2 separate regions of the Mus musculus genome follow, and region 1 is linked to region 2. Evidence: chromatin contacts called from public HiChIP or PLAC-seq data. All regions are on one chromosome and are shown on one strand. The core of a region is the stretch at or near the end of the contact, and the rest is flanking DNA. Distances in the headings are between cores, read along the strand shown.

Region 1 (7,366 bases), core at 345-2,844, 66 kb after region 2:
GAAGAAGAAGAAGGAGGAGGATGAGGAGGAGAAGAGAGGAGGTTAATAGTAGGAGGAGAAGGGGCAGGGGAAGGAAACGTAAATAAAACCAAGATTCTTCTGTAGGTAGTATCTTCACCTTGGCTTTCAAGAAGCCTATGGTTATTTTTTTTTCTTTGACCATCTGGACAAAGTAGGTAGAACCCAGATCATAAGGCAAGATGGGAAACAGTGGCTGGGTTATTGGGGTCTATGTTAGAGTAGACTGAGACGACAGAGTCTATGGGCTAGTCCTCAGTCAGTGCTGGCACTGAGCTGCTCTGCAGGGTGGTGCAGTGTCCTGGGATTGCCATTGCCCTGTGAATTTACCAGCCGCAGTGGGAGCTTCGCTATAGGCTACTACATAGCCTGTTGCACCACCTCTTGTCTGTGGACCACTTAGCTTGTTCTCCCCATGTCTGTGCTTCACTTCCATACAGTGAGGGGAATGGGGGAATGACCCCGTCACTTAACAACAGATAAGAAAATCCTCACGTCACTTAAGTATCAGCTTTCTGTAAGCAAAATTGCCTTTGGAAGGTCTTACCCTGTGTTCAGCTGTATTTTCCATAGTGTTACCTGTAGTTGACTTTAGAAAATTGTGCATGGCTTTAAATGCCAATGTTGCTTTAATGGAGAGTTTCCTGAGTTCTTATGTTGTATGGAAGGTTTCCTTGATGACAGCCAGGACACAGTTTTTAAAATTTCACCCTACATTTTTTTTTCTTATTGTGTGTGTATGTGATTTTTTTTTTCCCTAAAAAATCTAGGTTATATTCTGAAGACCATGAATCACTAAATTGCTGCAATGTTCAGGGTTCAGTAATAAAGTGGTCAGAAGTCAGTTGAAGAGCTCCTTAGCATTTTTTTAAGTCTTAAAATTTTTTGTGTTCTGATGTGTTGGGACAGGTACCTTCTGGATCATGTCAGAGTAGCTGGAATTGAGTGGTCCGTATGCTCAGGACAGTGCCAGTCAGAAGTCACATGTGTCTGTTTTTAGCTGGGAGCAGTTTCTTTGGTCACTTGTGATGACCAAAAAAGTCTCTTGGGAGAGTTAAAATGACTCAAAATTAGTAAAAATCACTCATGGCTATTTAGGTTTTAAGTTATACTCTTGACTATACTGTGGTTTAATTTTGGTGCTAATTTCTTGCTTCCATAAAGTATTACTTGTAGTTCAGAATTGTTCAGGTAGTTTTATCACTTTTGAGTTTAGTTGAAAAGGACTCCTCCGCAACATACACACATATACATGCACAAATGTGTGCACACACAAATTCATGCCCACTCTCTGAATATGAATGACGTGTGTGTGTGTGTGTGTGTGTGTGTGTGTGTGTGTGTGTGTGTGTATGTGTGTGTGTGTGTGTGTGAGAGAGAGAGAGAGAGAGAGAGAGAGAGAGAGAGAGAGAGAGAGAGAGAAAGAGAAAGAGAAAGAGAAATGCATGTGTAGTCTATTCCTATTAGAAGTTCACTTTTAGGAAAGTAAACAGCAAGTATCCCCAGACATGCAAGCTTTACCACTTGTCCAGACTGCTTCCCCAGCTGGCTCCTCCCCTCACCAGGATGTCACACCACCTCTCACCACTCAGCCCTTTCCCTGCCAGTTCACTCATTGGTGGTTCTCACATCACACCAAGCCCTCACTGTTGGCACAGTACCTGCATCTGGTCTGTCTACGCTTCCTTGGAATATAGAGGACACAAAGGGAGCAGGCTCCTCCTCAAATCTAGAACATTCTTTTGTTTCTCTTCTCTTCATGTTTCCCTTACCATAAATACTGTTTGAAGGTAGTTGAGCTCGGGCTTGTGCTGCCCTGGTTTGTGACTTTAAGCCTTTGAGTCATGGGCAGGAAAGGCACTTAAAAAGACAGTGATAATTTGAGCCCCTTAAATAATGCAGTTTTGCAGCTACCTGTAAAATCCTGCTTCCCTGAAAGGAAGTCTAAGCTATGCTGAAGAACTCACTGGGGTTTTCCTCAGTAGTCATCCTCCTCATCTTTAGTTTTGTTCCATGACACACTCTTGTCATAATTTTTTGGTTCATAGGACAAAATCCAGGTCCACTGTGGTACAGGGCACTGGCTCTGTGGCATGGTACAGGTTGACTCCCTGTCTCTGCCTCACTGCCAACATCTGAAGGAGCACTCTCCTCCACTGCAAAGAGCATCCTGTATCCTGTGGTATCTCTGTGCTTTGATTGGCGAGTAACATTGAACATTTCTATCCTTTTTTGTTTATTGTCCTTATTAAGGTCCTTGTTTACAGATTTAGTGTTAAAAAGTTTCATACGACATCTACATACATATTATATTTTGAGTTTTTAAATATATAGTGTTGAACTTGAGCCTACTGGCTTTCTGGCTTCCTCATATATGCCTATGAAAAGAGGCAGTGACTGGCACTCTTCATTAGGGACCCAGCATCTGGGGCTGCAGTCTGAGGACCTGCAGCCTCAGGCATCGGTACCACAAGTCAGGATGGATTAAGAGACTTCACACTGCTGGGCATTACAAGTAGCATCAAAGATACTGAGATGAAATTGAAAAGCTTTCTGCCTTTGAAGTTTGCTGGTAATGGGGACACATTTCTATTTATAGATATGCATGCATGTGTGTGAGTGTGTGTGTGTGTCTGTATCTGTGTGTGAATCCCACCAGCTCAGCTAACAAGTGCTGTACTTCACTGTTGGTAATATTTCTCTGATGAATTGGGGATCACTTGTTTAAATGAATAAGAAATTAAAGAACACTAGCATTATGTTTCTCAATCGGGGAATTCTAGGCTTACAGATTGTATCCTTTCTTTTTTTCTGGCTAGAAAAAGAGCTTTAATAAAAGACAAAAGCCAGTGTTGAGTCAGTTAAAGATGTGGGCTTACAGTGTAAAACAACTGATTATCCAGATCATTCTTTGAACTTTGAACACTTGTTAGTTTTTATATAATTAAAAATATATAAAGACAGTCTGTATCTGGTTAGAACAAAAAGTTCTTCGTTGTTAAAGCTAATCACTGAGACCTGGGGACCCAGCTTTACTGTGCATGCATCTTAGGAGGAAGTTTTCCTTTTGAAGGCAAACATTGCACCAGGTGTTTTGTAGCTTTGAACCTATGAAATGATTATATATGGGGCATAGGCACAGACTGAACTTCATTATATCCGAGTAGATTGTTTGCATGGCATGCAGGATCCCTATCTAGTGCTGCATGCATTGGTTACAGAGGTGATGATGGATAGCATTTGCTTTGACCTGGTTTTCAATCAAGCCATATGAACTTTCAGGTGTGTCTAACAAGAATGTAACGAATATGCTAATGACAGTTATAAAGTACCTAAGAATAGATTTTCATCAACATCTGTTTTTGGTTTTGGAGTAAAGTTTATTACATCATCTTCTGGGGGAGGAAAGAGACCTTGTCTGCTTATTCTATATATAGATCCAGATTTACAATGTGTATCTCAGGACCGTGTTTGTCTATATTTTCAATGCAGTCATGCTCCAGGGCTTGAGAATTGTTTTACATTCCCACACATGTTTGTGTAACACAAAACATCTTCAAAGATTTTTACCAGCCATTTTTCTTTCTCCTCTGGCCCACAGACCTGCTCCCAGAAGGAATTTTATTCAGCTTTGGAAGTTAGTGTGTCCTCTCCTCCAGCACTTGGCAGTGTCTGGGGCCCCAGGGAGACAGGCATTCATCAATCTTTGGCCATGCCCCTCCATCCTAAAGTCACTGAATGTTTCCATTGTTCTCTCCACATCAACCTGGTTTCCTGACAGCAGTCTGTCCCTTGCAGGAATGGAGTGAGTTGTGACAAATGCAGGTCCTGTTCCTCCTTTGTTCACCTCTTGCTGTGTAAGTCAGCACACTGCTGTTCTTTCTGTATACCAGTCTCCTGTAAGCTTGGGTAGGATAGAGTAGTTCAGAAATGGATTGGAGACTAGATTTCACACGTCATCAAACTGAGCAGGAGTATATTCTGCACCTCCCGGTTGCAGCTCGCCTGCTCCCTCCAAGGCTGTGTCTCCTCCACCTTCCTCTTTCCTTTCCCTTCTCCATCTTTCTTTCTGATTCATGCAGGCATTACTTACAAGTCATGTAACTCTATGATCTGTGTCACTTTGTGTTTTTTATTAAAGAGCCTTTATGAAAAGCTTGTTTCTTCCTTAGCTTTGTGAAAGGTTTGTGTTGGCCTGGAGTAGTACCGTTTTCTCTTGCCTGGTTTTCCCTTTGGGTGTTATCTTCTCAGCCACCTATCTTCTGGACATTTTCCTGTTTGTTTGCTTGTTGCCAAAAGAAGAGGCACAGAAAGTGTCCTGAATCCTTAGGAATTGTACTTGGTTGGAGCTTTTAAAGACCCTTGCCCCCAGAGTAGTGTTTATTGAGAAAAGTAGCTGACACTTGCTTCCTTAAGCTTTGACGGTCTGTGAACCTGGACATCATGTGTCTTGAAGAAGCTCTCTAGGATACTCATGCAGATGGTGTGCCTGTTGCTATTGAGGGTGAGCACATGCTGACATAAGGAAGCTGGCAAGTTCTGCCCTGAGCAACTTTCTTACCTGTAATCTAGATTTCTTAAATTTACTGGAAAGCTTTGATTCTGGTCTATTCTTTCTCCTTCAAATCCTGACAGCAGACATGATTTGGGATATGCTGGCTATGTGATAGCTGTTTCTCTTTCCCTACTTTTGCCATTTCCATATATGATCTCAAAACAGAATTTGAACTCTGGGATTGTGGGGTTTTATTTGATGTCTGTGGTCTGAGCTGTCATCAGAGACTATGCTAAGGTTTACATATGCTGATAACAAAGGCCATATGGATGTCCATGTTCTGTGCTGCCACCTGAAGCCATGTTGATCTCCATGGGTACACTGCTACCATAGTGATGTCCATGGCCAGTGCCCCAGAGGCCATGTTGATTTCCATGGGCTTTGCTGCCACCAAGGGCCACGATAGTTTCTGTGGTTCATGGCCCCTGCTATCACCAAGGACCATGATAGTTTCTGTGGTTCATGCTGTGACAGAGGGCAGTGTTGATAGCTATGGTCTGCACTGCCACCAGAAACCATGATGAGACCTGTGGTCTGTGCTGATGCCAGAGGCCATGTGGATGTCTGTGGTCCATGCTATCACCAGAAACTGTAAGCCATGTTCTCACTAACTGTAAAGAGCGAGAAAGCTGCTTTTGCAGTGGTATCTATGACTGTAGATTCACAGTTGAGAAAGAGAACCATAGAAGGCTTCTGTGACAGTGCCTACCCCTCCTCCCTAAAAAGGGAAAAAAAGTTGCCGACTCCTTGCTGGCAGGTCCAGGTAAGAGGTCCTGGTCCTGCCAGGATCTCTCCGGGGCTCAGTGGGATGGCAAGTGTCAATGGCCCAAAAGAAACACACCCAGGGCCGTGAGTCTGTCAAAGCAGGAACTCAACTTTATGGCATCAGCTCTTGCTTATAGAAGTTCGGAACATAGGGAGGGGGATTTTTGGTGGGGTAAGATGCTGTAAGAGGCGGGGAAGGGTGATGGAGTGACTGATAGGGCCAATGGCAAAGCTCTACATCAGCAACAGCGGGGCAGAGGCAGAGCCAAATAGTTCTTGCTGAGTCACCCCAATACAAAAGTGACTGAGACAGTCTCAAAACTCAAGTCAGGCTTGGGCTTGTCCTCAAGGCCCAAACCAGGGCCAAAATGGGGTCCAACAAAAAATAACAGTCCAGACATGAAACTGTTGAAGAGAACTCTTAAAAGTTGTGATAGGAATACTGAAGTGTAGCTTTTCATAATTGATGGCTTCTGATGGGTGTGAGTGGGGAAGGACTCAATTTTCTTTAAGGTGTTGGACACTGAAAGTTTGACCATGTTCCAGTGACTATATGGACAACACAAATTAGACTTGTGGTTTTTTGTTGGGGGATCATAAGGGTGAGGGTGGATCTGGGAGGACTGGGAAGTAAGACGAGTGCTTTATGTGAAATTCTCTAATAACCAATAAAAATATTATGTTGGAAAAAATAGTTTTGTATAGTGTTTAGTTAAAGCAGTGAAGTTTTTACAGGTCTGTGGCCATGACAGTTCTTGAGGCACTCCTCCTTCTCCTCCTCTTCTTCCTCTTCTTCCTCCTCATTATTATCTTTTAAAGGAATACTGTTAGTCGATCATGCAGCAGATTATTTTTAAATAAAGGTATGTACTACAGTGCTTACAGAGGTACCTTAACTTGGTATGAGCAACCCTGACTTTCCATGGATTTCCCATGCATTAACCTCACATGGCCTCAGAAAGGCCTGGGAAATCAGCAGAGTACACATTGCAGTCGCCTCTGGGGAAAAGGTGGCTGGGGTCAGATGTCATGATCTCAAGGGTCAGAGAACCTTCTTCTTTTCCAACTTTATCTCTTCCTGATGTTCTCACTTATAAAGTGGTCTCCATCGTTCATTACTGTTTGCTCTGTGTCAGGTATGTTATGGTGGTGAATGTTCAAAGGGGAGTTGGGGAGACAGTGCCTAGAGAAGTTGTAATTTAGAGCAGTGTGAAATGTTTGGCAGTGATACACACCAGTGTGAGATGTGCAGATTCATAGGCCACCCACCAAGAATGAGCAGTGTCTTGTCATAGAGAAGGTTAGGGGCAGGCTAGAGCCACAGAGGATCAGAAGATTCCTGCACATCGATGTGGTTTAAGGGAAGTCATGTGAGGGATTGTCAGCACGAGGGAAGCCGTGGGTAATGCTCAAAAGCAAGTTGGAGTTCAGTCCTGTCTCCCATTGCTGTCTGAGCTGCCCCAAGCTCTAGTTCCCTGTTCTAAGGATGAGGTGAGAGCTGCTGTTGTAAGTCCTCCATCAGTGAATAAAACAGTTATCCTGAGATGCCCATCTCTGGAATCGACCAGCTACACTTTATAAGCTAATTTGATGTGGTATGTGCAGGGGAAGTCATGAAAGGATTTAAACAAGGGCTAGGGTCAAGCCTCTCATTATGGAGAGTTAACCAGTCAAAGAATAGCTTTGTACTGGGTTTGAGGCTAATGTAGTACACTGTCTGCTTAAGTTCATGAGACAAGGGAAACAAAAGTTCACCACAGTTAAATTACACATTTCCAATCTGTGCTTGTTGAACAGGAGTTCTTTGTTTCTTCAATATCCTGGCCTCCAGCTATGCTCAGGTCTGCAGGCAGAGCCCCATGTCTTCCTGTGTTTGAAGTGGTGGGTGGTGGAAGGTTTGCTGGCTGTGGGAACGTGGGATGTTCACCTAGCAAGCTCTTTCTGTTGTCCAGAATGGTCTGTTAGGACCCCCTTCTAGGTATTAAAACTCCTTTAATGTATACGCTACTCTCGTCTTTTTGGCTTATT
Region 2 (6,967 bases), core at 2,075-4,574:
TTTCAGAAGTTGTTGAATATTCTGTTCTAATTCCAAGTGAAAAATTAATGTAGCAATTCATTTGAGATAGGTTCTCACATACCTCAGGCTGGCCTGGAATTCTATATACAGTTGAGGTTGGTTAGCCTTGAGCTCCTGAGCACAGGAACTCTATGTAGGCATGTATCACCAACCTGGCTTTGATGGGCATTCAGTGCATGGCTCCCTTGTTCCTGCTGCCCTGAGTCCTAGCCTCTTCCTGGCATTCTGCTTTCTGGAAATGAATGCACCTTGGTAAACATGCTCCATCTGTGTATCTTGGTGTTTGCTTTACATCTGGACCCTAGGGTGCAATGGCCTCTCCAGACCAAGGTGTTTGAAGAAAGAGTGAAATTTTTCCTTCTGAGAGACAAACACACCAGGAGACACAGTGGTCCAACTCTTCCCTTCTTACCAGAGACCGCCTTTCTGGAAATTGCTCTGCTAGCTCTGAGCATTTGGTCTGTTTCTTGTTTTTTCCCCTCTGCCCTTTTGGCAATACACTTGAAATCCTTTATTTTTATCTGTTGTGAAAAGTGAGTCGAAGAATTTGACATTCAAAAGTCCCCACCACCTCTCGCAGCTGCCGGGCGAATTTATTTCTGTTTTCCTAAACAGGGAGTCCCTTGGGGTGGCGATGACAGTTACTGACCTTTCCACAAGCAGTTTGTGTTCTTTGTTATTTCTTAGAACCATTTACAAGTTCCCATCCGGTAAGACTTAGTTCTGCAGACATTCTATTTGTAGAGCTCTTGTCATTAATTTATACACACACACACACACACACACACACACACACACACACACACACACACACACAGAGGTTTCTTATTTGGTGTCTGAATGTAAAAGAGGGCATGGCTGCTCCTAGGTATGGTTGAGGAGAAAGACTTTATTGTAGGTATGAGGGAGAGTGTAGTCAGAGGCATTCGAAAGGTTCAGACCAGATAAGGCCATGAAAGATGAGAGAGGATGAGAAGAAAGAGGGGAGAGGGGCCAAGAGGATCCTAGGAGTGCAAGGCGGGTAGCCAAAGCCAAAAATGGCTGAATTACATAGAAGTCAGAAGCCCAGGGAAGGGAAGCAAAGCCCCTGGCCAGGAGAGGTTTAGGGTAGGGGCGGGGCGAGCAGTGCTGGGAGTTTCTTTGGGACCTGACAACGCTCTTGGTGGTGGGGTTGGGGAACAGGGCAGAGGGGATTAGCTTGGGCTGCAGGATAGAACCTGCCCTCATGTGATTCAGGAGTCAGGTCAGGACAAAGAGGCATGAAGTGGGTGGGGTCTCTGTCCTGGAAAGTCCTCTGAGGCAGTGCTTGGCTGTTGCTGCTTGGAAGAGCAGAGGAAAGTCACTGGTCAGAGTGTGGCAGTAACTGGAAGCAACAGACCCAAACTCAGTCCTGGCCCAAATTGTAAGAAGTCAAACATTTCTATCTTTCCTTTCTTTTTCTTTCCTACAGCTTGCTCTTCCTCTTCTGAATCTTACACAGTCCTATTAGCCCTCCTTCTTTAACAGTAAACACTGACATGAAGACACATCGTGATCTGTGGGAGTGGTGGCCCAGCTTATCTCACCCTCGGAGACAGAGGCAGGAGGATCAGCTGTTCAAGTGAAGACTTGAATTTGAGGACAGCATGGGCTACATAAGACCCGACCTCAACATGAAGAGCAAGGAGGAGGAACCTCTGCTGCCCGGCCTTCAAAGGGGTATTTCTTAGTAAACTCTCAAAGGAACAGTCAGACCTAACCTTAGTGTGGTGGGTTACAACTGCCATCATCCTTCCTTATCCATAATTCCTGCTCTTCCCATCGAAAGGAAGAGGCAGAGGAGGTGAGAATCCTGAGAGGGCCCTGCCCAGCCAGTTGTAGAGTTCATTTCTGCTTCCCCAAACTCTTCCACAGGGAAGCTCTAGTTCAGACTATGTCCCTATGACATACCAAGTCTCTGCTAGAGATATAGTATTAGTCGATCCATTTAGTGTTAAAACAGTCCTGGCATCGTACATCAGCAAGAAACAATGTCATTGTAGTAGCTGGACGAGCCATAAGTCTTCCCTGAAGAATGAAAGTAACCATGTGTGACAGTCAACCTAGACTGGTAACTTGGTGGATCTTAGAATCCCCATGGGAAGACACTTCTGGATTTGTCTGTGGGAGTGTTTGAGATAACGATCCACCCTGATCGTTTTGAGTGGGAAGCACCATCCCAAAGTCTGGGGTCCCGGACTGGAGGGTAGCAGAAAGTGGGCAATGAACCAGCATCATGTCTCTGCTTTGTGACTGTGGACACAGCTGCCCAGCTGTTTCATGACCTTGCTACCAGTTACAGCCGCTCTCGCTGTGCCTTGTCTCTCCACAGTGAGGGGCTCGGCCTTCAAATGGTGACTCCAAAATAGACTAGCTCTGCCTTAAGGCCTATACACACTATCTGCCCTTCCCTAGTTGGTGGTCCTTGGAACAGACCTGCCAGCAGGGACTCAAAGTCTTGGGCATCCACACAGACCCACAGGACACAGCTTTCCCCAGTTATCCCAGAAAGTCTGATTTGGTCTGAGTTCTGTGAGTCCACACATTAGCTCTTGGCTGGCATTGAAACCCTCCCCACTCTGTTTAATTCTTGCCCTGTCCCCCTTGTCAGAAGATCAAATATTCTCCTTGTTCTTCTTCTAGCTGGTGGCACTCTTCTAGGCTCAGCTGCTTCCCATCAGCCTAGCTTTGAGACTATTGAAGCACAGGACTCCTCTGTTGCACAATGCCTTCCAGAGGGCCCAAGCCAAGCCCAAGTTAGCCCAAGACCATGAGGTTTTAAAACTCCTTGGGTTGGCCCTCAGTCCCTATTTTTCTGACTCCCAATTTTTCTCTTCCGTTCATTTCATTTTGCAATGGGACGAGACAGCCTTTGTGACTAAGTCTGAGTGGTGCCACTGTTACCCAGAATGCCCTGGGCTTATTGGCAAACACACACATATTTATCTGTTTTTTTCGTCTGTGCTCATGATCTAAGTATTGCCTATTTGTGCAACAATGGTTAGCCAAGAGCCCGGCATGCGCCAGACACTATCTGAGTGTCGAGGAAATTCCAGTGAGCAAGACAAGGAGCCTGAGCCCTTCCATTCTGTGTGAGCTCCCCGCAAGCATTGGGCTTCACCACCAAGTTTAACGAGATGGGAGACCGGCGCGCCCTCTGCCGAGTGGACAGGAAACTACTTCCAGTCTCCACGTTTTCAAGGCAAAGGCACCCAGGCATTGCCTCCACTCACGCTGTTCGCCTCCTCCAGTGAAAAGAAATCCCCTGGTGGACTGTTCCTGCACCGCTGCTGACAGCATGACCTCACCCCACAGTGAATGTACACACTTAACAAACTGCAGCTGATAAGTACGTTTCGGCTTGGAGATGAAGTCATTGTTCCCCGGTGACAGACACTCAACACTGCCGCAGAGAGTCTGAGCTGACATTCCTCTTTCAGAGACTTTAATCAACCTATTTAAGGAAACTCAAATATGGCTTCTGCTCTGATTAGAACTTATAACAACACGGATCCCTACCAGACAAACACCCTGTTATTTCTTCTCCCAACAGTTTATGATGTTTTCTTTCTGTGCCAGACATACATGCACACACTCAGTAGGAAGTCTATAACCCTGAACATATGTGGGGTGATCTATCAGTTTCTTTCATTTTTCCATTACTCATCTTTTTCTTTTCTTCTCCTTTCATTTTCTTCTTCCACAGGTGCATGGCTGTGAGGGGCATGGCTGTGAGGTGTGTGGCTCTGAGGGGCGTGGCTGTGAGGTACATGCTGTGAGGTGCATGGCTGTGAGGGGCATGCTGTGAGGCGCATGTCTTTGATACCACCACTGGAAGTATGAAGGAGAGGAGTCATAGGTTTGATGCCAGCCAGGGCTATACAGCAAGATCCTGTCTCAAAACAAAGCAAAGAAAAGCAACAAACAAAAAAATTAGTGTTAATAAGCAGCTGAGCACCTGAAGGGCTGAGGTCAGCAAGGCTCCCTGGTGCACACACAGAACTGATGTCTGCCACTGATGTAAGACAGACTCAGCCCTGTGTCAGACAGGCGGGAGGGTGACTGGCCGTGTGGCTTGATTGGACATATTTCCAAAAAAGGAAGTAGATGGAAGAGGTTCCTCCTGCCACAGACAAGGTGGTGGTTATGTGAGATTAGCCTCATATTCCTACTGCTAGCCTGTGTCTGGTACCACAGACATGATAAAAATCCACAGAGGAGCCCTAGGAACTACAGGGGAGCTATCCTGAATCCAGGCTAAGTCCAACTCTGTTTTTCCTTCCTCGCTTTCCCCCAACATTAGGAGTGACTTTTTTTTTTTTTTTTTTTTTTTTTTTTTTTTTTTTTGTCCCTGGCTGTCCTGGAACTCACTCTGTAGACCAGGCTGGCCTTGAACTCAGAAATCCACTTGCCTCCCAAGTGCTGGGACTAAAGGCATGTGCCACCACTGCCCGGCTAGGAGTGACTTCTAAGAGAAGGTACTGTGTTCAACACCTACAAGCCCAAACTAAATACCACTTACATTCCTTCTCCCAGGATCTGATAGAGATAAAAATTCAAAACGTATGCAAATAAGGAAGCTAGCACAATGGCTCAGTGGATTTGAATCATCACAAGCACAAGAGTAAACAGGGGAGAGGCAAGAAAATAAGGAAAGCAAAGAGGGAGAGGAAGCAGGAGGGCTGGAGACAGAAGACTCTACTACAGTACCACAAAGGCACAGAAGCCTGTGTGGTTGTTTCTGCCTATCTTCCCAGCACCCAGGGAGAGAGAGAGGATGGCTCAATGAATGAAGGTGGTTGCTACTAAGCCTGACAAAAGTTCAATCCCCGGAACCCAGAGAATGAGAGAACTGACTTCTGCAAGCTGTCCTCTGACTTTCACGTGCACACCACAGAACACACATGTGTGTAAGTGTGCACACATACACAAAATAGCAAATGTCTATTACACAAAATAGCAAATGTCTATTTAAAAAGAAGATATGGAAAGGAGATCTTGGTCATGACAGAATAGTCTCTCTCTCTCTCTCTCTCTCTCTCTCTCTCTCTCTCTCTCTCTCTCTCTCTCTCTCTCCCTTGCCTCAGGCTCTGCCTTTGTGGGAATAGAATCCAAGACAAATTGGTGACTATCAAGTGATGGTGTCTCTGTCCGCAAGGGTGCGACTCTCTTGTTCACTTGCAGGTGAGAAAGGAGCAGTGAAGCAAAGTATTCAAGATATTGGCAGGAGGATATTGTCAACTGGTGACCAGGACGACTAAAATGAACAGGGGAGCGTTAGGAGATCAGGTGATAAGCACATGGGTACAGTGAGTCAGCTTCCTTCCGTCACTGTGGACATGGGGATTTGCACACAGTGTGGCTGTGTAGCTCTATTGTGTTTCACTGAAAGTGTGGGATTTTAAAAAAAAAAATCTGTGGTGGTGGGAATGCTCCTTACTCGGCACAGTGCTTGCCTGTCATCTAGAAAGCCCTGGGTTCAGTCCCCAACACTGCACAAACACGTTGTGGTGGCACACACATGCCATCCCAGGACATGGAGTTGGACTCAGCAGAGTCAAGAGTTCCAGGCCAGCCTCAGACCAGCTTGAGATACTGGGATCCATGAGATACCTGTATCAGAAACAAGGTAGACGTATGCTGGATAGTTTTCGCTTACCTTGACACAAGCTAGAGTCATTGGAGAAGGAGAATTGGTTCAGAAGATGCCTTCAATAAGATCAGGCTGAACAAAGACAGGGGCGAGGGATTGAAAAGTAGGCTTGTTACAAAGTGAAAAGGGCTCCAAAGGCTTGGGTCCCAAGAGAGAAAAGCTACCAGTCCGTATGCCTTGGGAATTTTTACAGGAATTATGGCAGAAACTGGACAAGAACTAAGGTCATTTCCATTGAGTTTGGTTTATTTCTGGGTACAGATCAAGCCAATGAGCCTCACATGCTCTGTGCATGTCCCCCAGACCTGGCTGGGGAGATGGTCACACACTGCCCACTCAGGACACTGAACAGGCATCATAGTTGCTCTGCCTATTCGTTCTCTTTTCGCCTAGGCTTGGTCTGTCAGCTGACCTTAGCTGAGACTGCTGGCATTAATTACATGTGTTGCCTTTGTTCTCACGTTCCTATGACCGGCCTGCAGTTAAGAATGCAAATGAACACATGACCCTGTCTTTTTGTTTATGGGGAACTAACTCCTACCACAACTACCAAGATACAGCTGTGTTTTTCTGGGTATATCATAGCTAGTTTCTTGCCTGTGGGATGGTATGGGGTGGTCTCCTTCCTAGAAGAGGAGGAAACTTTTTATAATCTGTCCTTACCCATAAGTCAACCTGCTATGGTTAGATATACGGGCATGTGAGGGGACAATAGTGCTTGGCTTATGTTCCTGAATTGGGGGCTTTCTGGAAGCCAGCTAGAGCCCGCTGAGACAGACCTGCTATTTCCTCTTGCCTGATGAGCTGCAAGCTCTTGTGTTTAACGTCCCAAGTGTTTATTGTTTTAAGCCTAATGTTCCTTTGAACTCTAACATGTATTTTACTGTAACCAATTAGTTTTAATAATTTTTATAGTATGTCTATTTGTTTTGGTGTTCTGTTTGTTTATTTTTTTGGACAGGATCTCATACAGCGCAGGCTGGGTTTGAACTCATGTTCCTTCTTCTCACTTTCGAGATTGGGGTTATAGATGTGAATCACTACACTTAGCTATATATCTTTTCATAAGACATTTCACTTATTTCTAAGAGACTAAACAGAGACTCCCTTCCATTAAAGATTAGAGAAAATAAACTGTAGTCAGCCCAGGTGTTGGGAGCCGCCCCCACATTCGCCGTCACAAGATGGCGCTGACATCCTGTGTTCTAAGTGGTAAACAAATAATCTGCGCATGTGCCAAGGGTATTTTACCACTACTTGTACTCTGCCTTTCCC

What was found. HiChIP or PLAC-seq counts read pairs in DNA pulled down with a chosen protein or histone mark.
Region 1: a CTCF HiChIP or PLAC-seq map of CD8 T cells shows a contact between it and region 2, with 6 read pairs. The contact joins two enhancer-like sites. A contact is called at or near these places in 2 of 15 datasets of contacts at CTCF or cohesin (CD8 T cells and the NIH/3T3 cell line), 10 of 484 Hi-C or Micro-C datasets (CD4 T cells, CD8 T cells, the G1E-ER4 cell line and 7 more), 10 of 115 datasets of contacts at active chromatin or transcription factors (the 230-238 cell line, CD8 T cells, the HPC-7 cell line and 6 more) and 1 of 9 other capture datasets (bone marrow-derived macrophages).

Annotation. Positions count from the first base shown.
Region 1 is chr6:146,750,262-146,757,627 of GRCm38.p6, forward strand. The region is part of intron 1 of Stk38l (serine/threonine kinase 38 like); the gene reads left to right. Among named protein-coding and RNA genes, the nearest start is that of Stk38l, 29 kb to the left of the region's middle. Within about 2 kb of position 1,595, at least 96 of the 459 cell types and tissues checked have an H3K27ac peak or open chromatin away from gene starts, as enhancers often do. A contact at or near this core is called in CD8 T cells, the G1E-ER4 cell line, the HPC-7 cell line and 2 more, where this site is marked.
Region 2 is chr6:146,682,862-146,689,828 of GRCm38.p6, forward strand. No RefSeq gene overlaps it. Among named protein-coding and RNA genes, the nearest start is that of 4930479D17Rik, 29 kb to the left of the region's middle. Within about 2 kb of position 3,325, at least 127 of the 459 cell types and tissues checked have an H3K27ac peak or open chromatin away from gene starts, as enhancers often do. A contact at or near this core is called in CD8 T cells, the G1E-ER4 cell line, the HPC-7 cell line and 2 more, where this site is marked.